Regions from separate parts of the Ovis aries genome. Here region 1 is linked to region 2. The links are chromatin contacts, called in public Hi-C maps. All regions are on one chromosome and are shown on one strand. Each heading gives the region's core, a stretch centred on a gene start, on an enhancer-like site or on the middle of the called end of the contact. The rest is flanking DNA. Distances are from core to core; before and after follow the strand shown.

The links. A called contact is a pair of places that touch in the nucleus more often than the background predicts.
Region 1: a Hi-C map of hypothalamus shows a contact between it and region 2, with 3 times the contacts expected there. The contact joins two enhancer-like sites. A contact is called at or near these places in 2 of 16 Hi-C or Micro-C datasets (hypothalamus and omental adipose tissue).

What each region holds. Positions count from the first base shown.
Region 1 is chr23:56,038,803-56,044,049 of ARS-UI_Ramb_v3.0, reverse strand. No RefSeq gene overlaps it. Among named protein-coding and RNA genes, the nearest start is that of TRNAC-ACA, 110 kb to the right of the region's middle. Within about 2 kb of position 3,624, at least 11 of the 54 cell types and tissues checked have an H3K27ac peak or open chromatin away from gene starts, as enhancers often do. A contact at or near this core is called in hypothalamus, where this site is marked.
Region 2 is chr23:54,957,434-54,963,063 of ARS-UI_Ramb_v3.0, reverse strand. The region is part of intron 14 of TCF4 (transcription factor 4); the gene reads left to right. Among named protein-coding and RNA genes, the nearest start is that of CCDC68, 280 kb to the right of the region's middle. Within about 2 kb of position 3,018, at least 8 of the 54 cell types and tissues checked have an H3K27ac peak or open chromatin away from gene starts, as enhancers often do. A contact at or near this core is called in hypothalamus, where this site is marked.

The sequences.
Region 1 (5,247 bases), core at 2,375-4,874, 1.1 Mb before region 2:
ACCCCATGGACTGCAGCATGCCAGGCTTCCCTGTCCATCACCAACTCCCAGATTTTGATCAAACTCTTGCCCACTGAGTCAGTAATGCCATCCAACCATCTCATCCTCTGCCGTCCCCTTCTCTTCCTACCTTCAATCTTTCCCAGCATCAATGAGTCGGCTCTTCAGATCATGTGGCCAAAGTATTGGAGATTCAGCTTCAGCATCAGTCCTTCCAATGAATATTCAGTGTTGGTTTCCTTTAGGATGGACTGGGTGGATCTCTTTGGGTATATATTACCCGCCACTGATTCTGCAGGGCCACCAGCATGGGGGTCCTCCTGGGGTGCTCCTGCAGCTCCCCTTGTTTCTTCTCTTGCACTGTTTATCGCTCATGGGTGCTGGTGTCATCTGTTTCCCTGGATCCTCCGTCAGGGCTGGGACTGACTGACCCACTGCTGCATTCTGTAGTCTAGCCCAAGCCCTCGAACATCCAAGCCCTCAGCTTGTCTTTGCTAAGTTCATTCATTCATTTGGTTACTCATTTGTGAAAATCCATTGCCTGCTCTACCCAGATTTTGTTCTAGGTACTGAACAAATGAGCAAACGAGCAGAAGTGAGTGGAACGGCTGCCGTTCCCCCAGGCTGCTGCCCCTCTGTGGTTCCCTTGCAGTTTATTTTATTTATTTCCCTTGGTTAATTAACAAGCTAATGGACTGTTGCCGAGTACCACGGTGCTGAGCGCTGAGCACTGGCTTTGTCAGGAGTCCCGGGGCTCTTCTCCCCACAGTCCTCCCCTCTGTTTCCATTTCTGCATCTGTCTTGCTCATCCCTATTCTAGTCTTGTTCCTATCTGGCATGTCTGGTGACTTGGCAGGGTAGGAAGGAAAGAGACAGAAACCAAATTACATGGACACCATGGTGTGGTCTTTGAGAGAACTTGACACGGACTCCATGGAGGGGAGGCAGGGATCTGAAGGGAATGAGGCGATCTCTCTGAGCTCCATAGCCCTTGTGATCCACAGTTCAGCTAAGGGATCTCTTTTGCAGAGTATGATGGGCTGAATGCTTGGGTTCCTCCCAATTTTGCATATTGAAACCTAAACTTACTGTGAAGGTATAAGGAGGTGGGGCTTTGGGAAGTGGTCAGGTCATGAGGGTGGGGCCTTCAGGAACGGATCAGTGACCTCGCACATGTAGGAGAGACCTGAAGAACTCTCACACCCCTTCCATGACGTGAGGGCACAGAGAACCAGAAAGCGGGCTGTTATCAGACACTGAATTTGCTCTACCTTCATTTTGGGCTTCTGGCTTTCAGGATCATGAGGAATAGATTTCTGTTGTTGATTCACCACTCAGCCCTGTGGTATTCCCTTATGGCAGCCTGGATGGTCTTGGACATATGGCAATGCATGGGGTGGGGTGGACATTTCTCTTCATCTTCAAGTAGCTTCTAAGCTACTTCTTAGTGATCAGCTGCTTCTGGATCACAAGGACAAGAGCATCCATGTGTGGGATGTGGCCCCAGAGTGGAAGAAGAAGCAGTCTGACTCCTCAGGAGGCTTGAGATCTCTCCTGGGGTCTTCCAGAAACATCTCAGAAAGTAGGAGGAGCACATCATAGTCATAGGGCCATGGGCTCTGGAGCCACACTGGCAGGGGTGAGCGGGGTAGTGGAAATCACTGGTAGTGTGACTGTGACCTCCACACACACCAGAGCTAGACGGATATGAGAACACTTGTTCCTGGCCTTTCAGATTAATTCTGTTTACGCAAGCCCTCACCTCCATTGACAGGCCCAGAGGGGAAGCACACACAGGCCAGCATCTCTGGCCTCGACCCGTTCACTCCCCGACGTGCCCATTGCAGCCTCTCTCTCTTCCCTTCATCCTCACTGGCTCCCTGACTCTCTTCTCTGACTCTCAGTCCCTCCTGGATTTGGTTGCCCATTTGGGAAGGTTGGAAGTGTTAATCATTCAGTCATGTCCAACTCTTTGCAACCCCATGGACCATAGCCCACCAGGCTCCTCTGTCCATGGAATATTCTTATACTGGAGGTGGTAGCCATTCCCTTCTCAAGGGGGTCTTCCTGACTTAAGGATCAAACCCAGGTCTCCTGCATTGTGGGCAGATTCTTTACTATCTGAGCCACCAGGGAAGCGTTATTTTGTTACTATGGGAAGTTCACCGCTGTGGGGATTCTGTTTCGCACATCTGGATCCACACTGCCTGGGGCAGGTGAGAAGCCCTCCTGGACCACATCTGGGTACCTGGGGACTCCCCCGTGCCCTGTCCTAGAGAATGCAAAGCAGTCGCTCCTTCTTTCAGTCACTTGCAAAGGTACTTTCACCACTGAAAAGAGCAACTGAGTCCACTTGGGCATCTCAGTCCTAGTAGCTGATTTGCCTTCATAAATTATTTCTCTTGGGTGAATTTGCCACTTAAAGGCAAAAAAACAACATGAGTAAACCTTCTTCTTATAAATCTCTACAATGACCATTTTTGGCAGAAATGACAGATTGGTGGGGAAAATTTTTTCAGTTGAGAAAGAGTGTGTAGAGGATGCTTATAGTCAATATTAACATGTGTATGAGTCTCTGGGAATCACGTTACAAGTGGAGATTCTTGGGAAGCTGCTGTATTGTACAGGGAGCTCCGCTCACTGCTCTGTGATGACCGAGGTGGGTGGGAGATGGGAGGGAGGTCCAAGGGGGAGCAGATATATGCACTCATGTAGCTGATTCATGTTGGTGTACAGCAGAAACTAACACAGCATTGTTAAGCAATTATACTCCAAATTAAAAAAAATTTTTTTTAAACAAGGGAAAAATAAAAATAAAAAATAAGAAAAGTAGAGATTCTGATTCAGAGGGTCTGAAGTAGCAAGTGACATGCAACATTTCTAACCAACTCCCAGGCGACGGCACTGAGACCGCACTTTGAGGGGCCAGGCCTTAAATCACTCGTGACACCCGGGCAAAGTTCTCTCTCTGCACCCGTGATGTCTTCTCCTAATTCAGGCAGTGAAATTCCTACCCGAAATGTTGAATGAGCCTATTAGGCTGGCTATTTGAAAAAGGAAGAGACGTTTCTTATAACTGAAAAGGAAATCATTCCAAACTGGAGTTCAGTTACATAAACAAAGTTTTGTGAATGATGTTCTTGTTTGCTTACAACTGGTATTAATACTGTTTTAAAATGCTGCAGAGATGGCATGGGAATTTGCTGCGTGTATGTGATGTGGGGGTTAGATATCATTATGACCGAAAGTACACTGTGCGGAAACCATGCCTTTAATCAGAGAAGCTTAACCATAAGCTACATCTCGAAGGTGGAAGGCGGTTATGAGAACTGACAAAAGTTAAAAAAAAAAATACTCATTTGCAGAATCAGAGTGGGGGCCTCCACTCCCTCACCTTCCCTTCCTTTTTTCTGTCTGGCTGCGTGGTCACGGTGGTGTTTGCCATCTCCCCAGAGAGCCCAGCTGGCTGCCCAGCCTCCATCAAACGGCCCCACTGGGTCCTCTTTTAGGGCAGCAGTGGGAAGGAAGTGCAAGGAGTTTGGTTTTATTTTGTTTCCCTTTGAGTCTGTTGCCCAGGGCGTCCTCTGGGTGATGCTAGAAGATAAGTTCTTGTTATGATCAGAGCTCTGTGACTGTCCCCTGCTGTCCCCGGCCCAGGAACCCAGGTGCAGGCCCAGGGCACCAAGCTAGGCCCGATGAAGGATGCTGAAGGTGAAGAGAGCTGGTTCCCACCACTGTGGGCTTTAGAAAGGAGTTGGGAAGGGAAAAGCCACAGCTTTGAGATCACTGACCACGTCCAGCAGGAAATCGTGAGTTCCAAGTGAGTGATACACACGATGAGGATGTGGGCTGAGAAGGACACGGGAAACTTGAATGAGGTCATCAGAAAAGCTCCATCAAGAAGGTAGCAACTGATGTTATCTTGGAAGGGAAGGGAGAATTAAGTAGTGCCTGAGAGGTCTGAGATAGTACAGCCTCTGAGAACAACCTCTTCCCAAATCCTGTCTGGGAATGGCTTGGGGAGGAGAAGAAAGCGACGTGTTGGTTTATTTTGCTGCTAGAGGATGCCAATGGCCCTAGCTGAGGCCACACTGAATACCATCAGCCAAAAGCAGGCTTGGAATGCACAGCACACCTTGCCAGAAGGATTCTGTTGCTCGCTCAACACGACTCAGAATCAGGTGCAAAAAGGAATACAGTTAAGCTCTCTAGCTTTACTTTCTTAAAAGCATGCTTTCTGGGGAGACGCTCTAATCGGGCAGCCCAAAATATTCTCTGTACTTCAGGAACCCCCTTAGCATCTGATTTTCAGCTTGACATTTGTATTTTAAACCCCAAGCATTCAATTTTTGAGCCATTGGTAGATACAGAATAATAATGGCAGGGCTGGAAAAACTCCATGATGATCTTAAAAATAAAAGAAGGCTAGAGCTATTTTTTAATTTTATTTTAAACTTTAGGCTTCACATTTCAAAGTTTTATCAAACTGCTTCCCCCTCCCATAATTTGAACCATTGTTTTCCAAGGGAAATTTAATAATAAGAGCCACCATGTGCTTCTGCTTAATTTTGGAAGCTTGTGTTATGCAGTCAAAGATTCTCATTTGAAAATAATTCCTGTCCTTATTCTAAAACTGCCAGGGGAATAAAATTTGAAAAACATGTTGCAGCTCTCAAGTTTATGTTTTGCCTACAGCCAAGCAGCGCTGGAAGATCAAAGTTTGGAGAGAAGATCTGAAGTTAGAACCACTGCCTTTGCAAGGCTCTCACAAACCGAGAGCTGGAGCCCAGCAGCTGCCTGGCCGGGTCCTTGGCAATCAGCTCTGGGGCGGATGGAGGCCCCTGCGCTTCCTCCAGGCAGGGCCGGGCCTCAGGGCCCCTGCGGCCTAGAATCAAACCTCCAGAGAGATGGGCTGGCGGTATTTTTAGTCTGCGGGTGCAGCCCGGTGTAGGCTTCTTGCATTCCACAGTTTGCTTATGGGAGGTGCGGGCAGGAGCCCTGCCTATGCTTGTCGTGCGCTGGGTCTGCCCTGAGTGGGGGCCGTTTGTCAACCTGACAAATCCATCTAATCAAGTTTCAAGATGGGCAAACTGGGGCATGTTTGCTCTTCTCAAGCTGCCTCTTGTTCTCTCTCTCAAAATGAATATAGGTATATGTTTGTGTATATGTTTATGTGAGCATGTGTGTGCATGTATGACTATATATAGTATATATTTTATACGGCGGCAGTGGTGATGGATTAGTCGC
Region 2 (5,630 bases), core at 1,769-4,268:
TGCCCTGCCCTACTAGACAATGGCCTCGAGTGATGTCCATCATTAACAGTTAGGGGAGAGCCCTTTCCAGATCCAACAAGATGTTGAGAGTTCTAGAGACCCAGGCAGACTAGGAGGAATGAGAGTAAGGGGGTCTGTAGGACAAATAAAAGTGGGTCCTGGGGAGGGAGGTAGCCCTTGTGTCCCGGGGGACAGAAGATGGAAGGCTCAGCTTAGGCCTCGGGGATGTGGGAGTGAAGGCACCAAACAAGAGGTCACAAGCAGGTAACTGAAGATGGAGATGAAGAAATTTGAACAGGAGGGTACCAACGTGCTCCTTTGGTGTCCAGGTGAAGCATAAGGTATTGATAAGCTATCTTAGACTTAAGCCATAGGACAGTGAAAAGCCATGCAAGAATCTTGATGTGCAAGGGCCCAAGGGCAGAGGATACAGCATTTACACGCTGAGTATTTCAGAAGGGATGGGGAAGAAATGTTTTGTTACACAAGCTTCTTTACACTTCCACTGCTTTTCCAAAAATGTTACAATCAGCAGGTGTTACTTGCATAACAAAGAAAAGCATTTTAAACATAAAGGCCTGATTCTTCCCCTGTAGAGGTCATTATAGAGTATTGAGTAGGGTTCCCTGGGCTGTACAATAGATTATTACCTTCTATAGATATAGTAGTGTGTATATGTCAGTCCCAGTCTGCCAGTTTATCCCCTCTTCCCCTTGGTAACCATGTTTGTTTTCTACATCTGTGACTCTGCAAAAGAGTGGGTAAATATATACGTGTAACTGATTCACTTTGCTATATAACAGAAACTAACACAGCTTTATAAGTCAACTAAATTCCAGTAAACATTAATTTTTAAAAATGTTTTAAATGAAAGCCTGTTAGTTAAGGATAAATCCCTAGTAACAGGCTTCTTGGGCCAGCTGCAGAGCACTTTGTGTGCCAGGCAGCCAGACACAGGTGTGTTTATTCTGCAGGGACCGGAAATTCCGACACGTATCCAGTGTCCAGTTGTCTTTTCCTTCACTCTAGCAAAAGAAGCTGCTTACGGGTAACTGCAAATTTGCACCATAATCTCTGTGCTGCGTGGGCTTAGTTCACTAGGCTTGGATTAGTTCCCCCCATCCTGGGGCCAGGAAGGGCCGGAGTGGACTCTGCTAACCAGCCCCCAAGGCCCCCCGCCCGATGGGCTTCATCCAGTTCTAGTTTCCGGTGTAGGAAAGTGATGTAAAGTATTGGGGGCAGAGGGTGGGGATACAGAGGAGAGAAATGAAACAGTTTTAATAGATGAAACTTGAGTTAAGGGGGAAAAAAAAAAGATGAACTGAAATCACATAACTGCCATTTGCATTTCTCAAACTCGATCACAGAATCATTTATTTTTAACCATTTTGGTGGACATCATGAGAGTTTCAGCCCGGCTGACCCCGTGACAGGTTAACACTGCCAAGGTCAGGGTCGTTTAGACATGCTTAAATCCTTTCGAATGTTATTTTATCATCTGGGGAATAAGCGTTAAATTCATTTCCAAGAATTGCCCAGTTAAGAAATACCTTCCGTTTTCAGATAAAGCATAGTTGAAGCTGTGAGATTTCTGGGGAGGGGAAAATTTTTTTTTTTTTTTTTTAAGAAAATTAGGTTTTCTCCCAATGAACATTTTAAGAATCAAGATCCAAACTTAAGAATTGAATCCAGATCTGACTTGAGTGAAAAGTCCTTTCAATGTGTAATCACATGAGTTTTTAAAAATGGTCTGTTAATTTTTTAAAACTGAGGAATGTGGAAATTATATTCGTGGTTGAAGGGTCTCCCAGATGCCACAGCTTTCTCACACGAAAGAGTTGGTTTGCAGAGCCTACTCTCGTTTTCTACAGAATTCAGTGCCTCTGATACTGTTTCTCAATATCTACCACTGCTATTTCATGAACTTCCGAGTTCCCATCTGTGAGCTATTAAAGTTTGCAAGACCACTTCCCACCTCTGTAAAAGATGCCCCTTTTGGACTCAGTGGTATTTTTTGCACATTTGAGAAAATGTTTGCTTTCCTCTGTTATGACACAGATCTGGCAAGATAATTGAAACTGAAATCGAGCACTCTCTGACTGTCATGTATAATTGATATTTCATGAGGAGATTACAGTTCAGACACCAAAACTGTTTTCTCTGTCAATGGGTGTCTAATTACAGTAAAAAGCCCATCAACATTTTTTTTTAATGATTATAGCAAAACAAGAGAAAGTTAAAAGAGAGAAAAGTAAAAGTTACCAGGACTTTTTTTCTGGGCCCATTCTCTTGTTGTTATTTTCCTTCTTTCTAAAAAACACCTCTGTCAAAAGGAAATTTTTGAACACGATGCCATTAATTACAGACTTTCATTTTGAGATACCAAAATGTTTCTAACAGCATTTCTGGTTTTGTGTCATTATCTCTGGATCTAAAAACTAATGACAAATTTCCTAAAGTTCCCACCCTATACTCTTTTAGAAGGATTATGGTAGGGGAGAAGGAACTGAGGTCTGAAAGCCTGTTTTGAAGCAGTTATTGCTGGAGATAACATTAACAAGGATTGAATAACTGCCAAATGAAATTTAATACATTTTCCCATCCATGCAATAGGCTTCTTAAATACAACAGAATAATTACTTTCATAATACTCCCTGGAAACAAAGAGAGCAGAAACACTGAATGCCTTTTTTGTTTGTGATGTCTGTTGTGAGCGCGAGGATCAGGAGAAGGATGTTTACCAGGGCACTCTCCGTGCATCCCCGCATAAAAAACAGCGTTGCCAGCAGCCACCTCATTTGAAGTTGCATATCTTTAAAATCTGTTTATGTTGGAGGAGTTGTGGCAGCTATTAAATTTTGTAATTCAGTTAGACATCTTGGCCTTGGCTTGAGTTGGTGGACTATGATGGTTTTCCCCTCAGTGATAAAACGAAAGTGATTTTCATATCTGCATCTACATACACACACACACACAGACACAGAGAGAGAGTTTTAAAATGAAAACTCCAGGAAGTAGTTTGTCCCTAAACTCTGCTCCCCTCCTCTCTGTGCATGCGTGTGTGAGTGTGTATATGTATTTGTGTGCTAACTCGAATCAGTCATGTCTGACTCTTTGCAACCTTACAATAAGACTGTAGCCCACCAGTCTTCTTCTCCAGGCAAGAATAATGGAGTGGGTTGCCGTTTCCTTCTCCAGGGGATCTTCCCAACCCGGGGATTGAACCCATGTCTCCTGCGTTGGCAGGCAGATTCCTTACTGCTGGACCTTTGGGTATGCCCTGCCAAATTGGGGGAGGGGGACATCTGGTTCCAGGCTGGCCTGTTCATGGGATGGTCCACTTCTGCTTCAGAATGATGAGCCAGGCCCTCAGATGATCTCAGCATTCTGAACTCAGAACTACTAAAACAAAGAGGGAGTTAGGGGCAGGTTCAGAACCTGGAAGGATGTCCTGGGAGCTCCTGTGAAAGAAGAGTCCAGGGTGTGGTCCAGAGTGGGCAGAAGCCAGAGAGAGAGGTACCAACAGGGGTGGGAGAGGCCGGGATGGCCCCTGGGGACAAGGGATGGCCGTAGGTCACAGGAGTTCCCCAGGCCCTGAGCTTTAGTCACCAAATCTTCCTGTTACGGCTGAGTAATATTCCGTCGTGTACCGCAGCTTCTTCATCCATGTCCCTCCGTCTGTCGATGGACATCTCGGCTGCACCCATGTCCTGGCTCTTGTAAGCAGTGCTCCAGGAACAGGGCTGCATGTGTCCTTTAGAAGTCTGATTGTTCCCAGGGTATGTGCCCAGTAGTGGGATTGCTGGGTCACATAGTAGTTTTATTCCTAAGGAACAAATTTGAGTCCATTCTAATGAAGAGTATAAACCTAGAACTTGCTATACAGAGTGAAATAAGTCAGAAAGTGAAAACCAAATATGCTATATTAACAAATACGTATATGGAATCTAGACAAATAGTATTGGCGAACCTATTTACAGACAAGAAATGGAGACACAGACATACAGAACAGCCTCGTGGACGCTGCGGGGGAAGGGGGGCAGGGCAACGTGAGAAAGTAGCTTTCGTGTGTATACGCTGCCATGTGAAGTAGGTAACCATCGGGGGTGTAACACAGGGAGCCCAGCCGGGTGCTGTGGGTGACATAGAGGGATGAAAGCGGCAGGCGAGGCTCAGGAGGAGAGGACATGTATATAATGATGACCGATTCACGTCGATGTATGGCAGAGACCACCACAGCATTATAAAACAGTTATCCTCTAATAAATAAAATTTTAAAAAAGAAATCTTCCTGTTAAATCTCCTTTTACCTGAGCAAGGCAGAATGAATTTCTGGTCCTTGCTGTTAAAATCACCTCAGTAAATTGATCACTCCGTGAAAATTCTACCAAGGATCGCTGTAAGCCCCACACAGGCCAGGGCCCACATCTAAGTTATTCACCATGCATCCCCAGCACCTTCCAGAATGACCACATCAGCTAGATTTGCTGAATTAATAAATATACTCTCTGATCAATTAGCAATTATTGAATAATGTTTATATTTTAGTTCTGTCTTCTATTTTTAGCATAGATATATCTAAAACCATATGGTATGTAACTATAAGAAGACTCTATTGTTAAAGACTGCAAAAAAATTTACAATCAGTATTGATAAAGCTGTTTTCATTGGCTGCCTTTTAACTTCATTGCTTATCTAGATGAAAAGGTTCTCAAAATAGGACTTTAATGAAATATGGATTTTCTGGGTGCCATCCTTAGAATTGATTTGTAGGTTAAAGGAATCTGCTTTTTTTCTAGTCACATTATTATGTATTTGTAAGTGGGCAAATCCTGACTCTCATATATACAGATGGCAGTATTGGTCTCGCATCTATTTCTGAGTTATTCTATTGATGGGTTTGTGCTGGCCATTCACTGTGGTTTTTTTCTTGTCTCTTATGTGACCAGAAATAATGTTTCTGAGGGAGAAGTAAATAGGGTTAGGAAATGCTGTCTGTGGCCAAGGAAGCAAGCAGAGCAAAGCTAATTCTTCAAATTGGAATATTATTCCACAGACACGGGCAATGGAATGGATCCTGGAGAGTCAAGCTGATTAGATGGATCCATGGATCTAGACCTATCGTTATTGATCCATTTGTTCCTGAAATATACTACGAGAGAGACCTTCTGATATCACAGAGAATGTTTTCAACTTCCTTTATGGAAAAGAATGTATTATTTCAGGGGCTCTCAGGTGATCTTTAGAAAATTAAAGTTAGGTAATATGCGTGGATAAAAGCCAACATCTAGTCAGAACAGCCACCTTCTCAAACATATTTATAGATCATTTAAAATTTCGCTGTCATTCTGCAGGAGAAAGATTTTAAACCAAATGGACACGAACAACGTAGAGTGCAAAGAGGATCATAAGTGAAAGCAGCCTGACTTCTCAGGTTTCTTAAACTGTGTAGACTCTTACTTATATGTAGTAAGCAAGTATTTTCAGCTGAAACACCTAACAGTGTCGGTAATTATTGGGCACCTTTGTGTACCAACTGTCTTGCATACTACTGCTCCTTGCAATAAACCTGAGATTTAGTCACTGTCACTTCCAGTGTTATTTTCTCCATTTTGGGTTTGAGTAACTTA